2 separate regions of the Gadus morhua genome follow, and region 1 is linked to region 2. The links are chromatin contacts, called in public Hi-C maps. All regions are on one chromosome and are shown on one strand. The core of a region is the stretch at or near the end of the contact, and the rest is flanking DNA. Distances in the headings are between cores, read along the strand shown.

Region 1 (2,739 bases), core at 108-2,607, 190 kb after region 2:
AGGTGTTGTGCGTGCTGGCACCCTGGGGTGCTCAGAGAACAGATGTAGGCCCTCACCTGTAGCTGCCGCTCTCTCACAGCTCATTGTACTTTATGTTTATTTATAGTTAGTCATATTTATGTACTGTGATGGATCGTAGAATCTCCTCGCCGTACTGGCTCTCCCGCTGCCTGAGATTTCGCCTCGCTAATATCGGTACCGTGATGTCACAAAACCCTGCGTCATCATTACCGTGGTGTCTCCAGAGCCCTGCGACGTTAGTTTGGTGACAAACAACACTGATGTCATCGGGATTTCACGAAACATCTGTTGTCGTGATGTCACAAAGCGCCCCAAAGCTGTTGTGACGTCACACGACCTCACGACCCTGTTGTGATTTCACAAAACACAACCATCCTGTTGCGACGTCACAAAACCATCCGGGGCCGGACTGATGGCGCCTTTAAAGTAGCTCGGAAGTTCGGAAGCTCTTACTTGTCATTACGAAAATCTTCCCTTTTTCCAAGAGTGTTCAGGAAATGTTCGTAGGCTGTGACATAAAACCGGAAAAATTGATTGTTTGTGAGACTATCCATTGCTGTAGCTTTGTGATTCCCGTTTAGAGAACCAATAACGCAGCTCATAGATCCTCACCGATTTACTGTCGCGACCGACTGCTTAACGTTTGTCATTTGGCCTGTAATTGACTTTTGAGTGTGTCCTCTTTGTGCTTCTTTGCTGAATCAGATGAATCAGTTATTAGAACTGCTTGCTATGGTTGAACATGAGCGAGATTTTATCAGGTGATGTTTATAATTGTTTGATATAATGTATCTCAATGCAAATGTTAGAATGGGTGTTAAGTTCGCCTCTTAGTGTTTGAAAAGTGCTGAAAGTTCACTTTAGTCTATAAATAAAATGGGCAGCCATTGTTGTGACGTGATCTCGGAGGACTCGGGTAGCTTTACTTCCACACGAAACTCAGAGCAAAAACTCAGACTCAACAGAGTGTTCATAGCTCACTTTCCTCCGAGGTTAGGATCCGAACCTCCCGGAAACTCTGACCGTTTTGAAAGCGGCAACAAAACATCACAACCCGTACGTCACAAAACCCTCCGGGACCGGACTGAGCGACAGGCTGGGCTGAACCCACCTCCAGTGCTATGAGGTCACCTGTCCAAACAGACCAGCATGCCTACCACACCTCTCCCTGTCACGCTACACTACACCCACACGCGCGCGCACACACACAATAACAATTGAGTGCACCACAATCCAAACATATTTGATCCACACACACACACACACACACACACACACACACACACACACACACACACACACACACACACACACACACACACACGCGCGCGCGCGCAAACATGCACACATACCTACTTGAATGCACCACAACCCATACTCCACACACACAAACTACAAAGCGAGGACATTCAGAGCGGTCGACAAAAGAGAAAGAAGAAAGAAACAAACCTTCTCCCTGCAATCACAAACAACGAAACCGAAGTATGCCGTGAACAGACGACTCTTCCGAGAGCCTACAAACCCCAGGGTTCCTCGCGCGGCGGCAGCAGCCGCGGTGTTTGGCTCCAGTCTGCCAGCAACCGCGTGACGGTAAGACACGTTGAGCACGAGACAGTCCGTACCTCCTGCTCTGCCTCCTGCCTCCTCCACACCTCAGGATGCCCCGACCCGCGGAGTAGCAGCCATGGCGGTCCACGGTAAGACCGGCTAATCATTTCCTACCGGGTGGGATGCAACCTGTGTGCGGTGTGTGTGCGTGTGTGTGCGTGAGAGAGATCCGTGACATCGGTTACCCTTTTTAAACAGCAAGTAATGATTGTGTTCCGTGATTCCATGGCAGGTGGGCTGTAGCTTTGTGATTCCCGGGTATAGAGAACCATTAACGCAGCTCATAGATCCTCACCGATTTACTGTCGCGACCGACTGCTTAACGTTTGTCATTTAGCCTGTAATTGACTTTTGCGTGTGTGCGTGTGTGTGTGCGTGTGCGTGTGTGTGTGTCCACCTGTTCTTGGATGGCTGCGTCCACACACGCAAACGTGCGCACAGTAAGATCACACTGATCTTATTTTGTGTGGAATACACACACACACACACACACACACACGCACACATCTGCATTGTCTTCTAGACACCAGTCGTGTTTTGGCGCTTCTCAGGTGCGTTTTGAGAACAAATTGATCCGCTGGAGGGGTGTCCCTGTATTCGCGTGTGATGGTCTCTAGTGTGTTGGTCCCTACGCGTGTTGGTCCCTACGCGTGTTGATCGCTGCGCGTGTTGGCGGCTGAGCGACGCGTCGACAGTCGAGCGAGGCGCTCGCTCCCGCTGGACCAGAGCGCCTCCTCTCTAGGGTCTTCTCCCGCTCTGTGTTCTGTTCGTTCTTTCTGTTCTGTCGGTCCGTCCAGCAGTGAGATTATCGGCTCGATGCTCGGTCAGTCCCCTCCTCTCAGCGGAGGGATCTCTGGGACTCGGGACCCCATGCGAGGTAGGGTGTGTGTGTGTGTGTGTGTGTGTGTGTGTGTGTGTGTGTGTGTGTGTGTGTGTGTGTGTGTGTGTGTGTGTGTGTGTGTGTGTGTGTGTGTTAACTGAGGGATTGTGAGCCCAGTCCTTTCGAGATGCGACAAACCTTTTCCCAGCAGGATGAATCCAGGTGTCGCTCTTTGTGTGAACTATGGATCTAGAGACCCATATAGACTCTATAGGCATGGCAGTGCAGCA
Region 2 (2,700 bases), core at 1-2,500:
ACGACGTTATTAGTGGTCCTGTGGGCTTTTGTTTGTTTTAAAGGGAAATTGTTACACAAACAAACGTTTCAGGGAATAACTGGATGATACCCTAATGCATCCACTTCAACTGTAGAAGTCAAAATCAAGGTGGAAATGTATTATAGTAAGTAGGGTTGAATTGCAAAAACATATTTCAAATTATGAAAAGAAAAACAAAGTAGGCTATAATCAGCCCACCCAAAGTAGGCCTATATAAACACAAGCAATTGTATTATGATTACATCGCCCCAATACCATTTGTAATGTGAGAAAAGAATGTGTATTATACACTGTATTTCATTTCCAAATCGGCAATGCCAGTGACTTTTACTTAATAATAACCTTGTACAGCAGAGTTGAACTGATGATAGTAAAACAGTGTTGACTTTACTGTGAAAGAGAACGAATCAGCGTCCAAGGCTGACACTTTAATTGAAAGAAAAGGCTAGGTAATGCTGGCTAGTTTAAGCTGATTTTTGATAATTCATCACGATCATGTTTCAAGAAAAAGATATTTAAGAATAAACTAAATACATGTGTAGAACCAAAATGTAACTGATTATATCCAGGATCGTGTTATCAGTACAATTCAATAAATACTTTTAGGAGGAAAACCAACCGTAGCTACACGTCATGGATGTTTAATTAGCTTTCTTGAAATTGCTGCTGTACTTCCAATTCTCGACAGTAGAGGGAGACATCGTCCACGGAAGATCTCGTCAATCACTGGGCGTGACAACTGATCAAATTTAAGTGATTTGAATTGATTTGTATGAAATATCTTATTTGTCGTTAATAACCTATATTAAGTTTGTTGTTAAAAATCTAATGTTTGAATACGAAACACATGGTCTTAATTATTACAATTGGCTATCATATTTGCATTGATTTTTGAAAGAAAGCTTTTATTATCAATATAAGGAATAGACGATATTATACAAGGCACCGTTGCATTAAGTTTTGAACTACATTAATGTCCCTATTGCAGTCTTTTAATTAGACCATGTGGTCTCTCTCTCTCTCTCTCTCTCTCTCTCTCTCTCTCTCTCTCTCTCTCTCTCTCTCTCTCTCTCTCTCTCTCTCTCTCTCTCTCTCTCTCTCTCTCTCTCTCTCTCTCTCTCTCTCTCTCTCTCTCTCTCTCTCTCTCTCTCTCTCTCTCTCTCTCTCTCTCTCTCTCTCTCTCTCTCTCTCTCTCTCTCTCTCTCTCTCTCTCTCTCTCTCTCTCTCGCCCTCCCTCTCTCACACCGTGCAGAGTTAACGCCGTTAAGTCGCAGTCCCGTTGTGCAGCGTGTGATATGGAGGAGTAGACCGAATGCACCGGACCCGTCGTGTGTTTCTACCAGTACATCCAGCCGAGACGTGGAGATATCCCAGAACACGACGTCTGCAAGCGGACCTCGGCTCTCTAGACGGTGCACATTTGCTGGGGGGATTGGAATAAGAGAAGGCAACACGTATCCGTTGGGATTTAACTCCTGAGGAACGCGCAGGAGTTGGGATCGGGAGGCGCACGCTAGAAACCGGGGGGACAGAGTCGAGAGAACCGAGGGAGGAACCGAGTGAGGACCCGGAGGAACAGTTTTTGTTTTTGTGTCCGTTTTTAAACCGTTGAAGAACATGAGGAACACTTGGATACTTTTGACCCTCGCGTCGGCGGTCTTCCTCTCCGCGCAGCGGGTAAGTTTGAGTCCGGGGATGTGGAGCTGTGAGCCGGGTGGGCAGCAACCCGGGGCGGCGGGGTGGGCAGCAGCCCGGGGTGGCGGGGTGGGCTGGAGCCCGGGGCGGCGGGGTGGGCACCGTGGGTTGGCGGAAACACCGGTAGGTCCCTGCTGGGTCCAGTGGTCCGCTTTGGGAAACCATTGCATTTTGGCGTTTCTATTGTAAGGCTTGTCTTATCCGTTATGTGGGAGGAACATGTCAGTTGATATTAGTCAGTTATGCTACAGTTTTATTGTGTTTTCAGTGTTCTACCGTTTGCGTTGAATTGATTATCCGAGCGTGGAAAGAGGGTTTTCCTTGGAGAGAAGTGGACTTGTATGATTGAAGCGATCCCACATTCCCTCCTAAGTACATTCGGACCACGAGTACGTGGCAAGCTCCTCTGAAACTATGAACCTATAGTTGAATGAAATGAAGTCCGGGGCGATTCCAGTGGTGGACACACACACACACACACACACACACACACACACACACACACACACACACACACACACACACACACACACACACACACACACACACACACACACACACACACACACACACACACACACACAGTGGCCTCTTAATTGGAGCGCGGCCCTAATTGGCTGTGTGTTTGTCCCGACGCCCTGCGCGGGGAGGCCCGTCAGATGGTGTCTCTTTAATCTGCGGGCCGTCGCCACCATTCTTCCAGCGGCCCTCGGAACACACACTCATCATCTCTCTGTGGATTGGCACTCGGGTAGGTCGCTTGCCGCACTACCCCCCCCCCCCCCCCCCATCCAATCTGTGTGCCCACTCGCTTGCCTAATTAGTGCCGTTTGACCCTCTGGGCGTCCATCTGAGGCCATACGCCTTGACCAATTACTCCCTGCGATCTCCCCCAAATTGCCCTCCCGATTCCCGAACTCGTCTGTAAAGCGACAGAACCGTAGCCTCATGGCTTTGTAAATGTGGTCACGTCGACTCACTGAC

What was found. Hi-C and Micro-C count contacts between places; a contact is called where the count stands out from the background.
Region 1: a Hi-C map of gonad shows a contact between it and region 2, with 6 times the contacts expected there. The contact joins the promoter of samd12 here to the promoter of sdc2 in region 2. A contact is called at or near these places in 2 of 6 Hi-C or Micro-C datasets (gonad and heart).

The regions. Positions count from the first base shown.
Region 1 is chr22:4,587,380-4,590,118 of gadMor3.0, forward strand. It overlaps samd12 (sterile alpha motif domain containing 12), which reads left to right and starts at 1,358. Exons shown (of 5, transcript XM_030347704.1): 1 at 1,358-1,718. The coding sequence starts at 1,706.
Region 2 is chr22:4,392,858-4,395,557 of gadMor3.0, forward strand. It overlaps sdc2 (syndecan 2), which reads left to right and starts at 1,251. Exons shown (of 5, transcript XM_030347429.1): 1 at 1,251-1,698. The coding sequence starts at 1,639.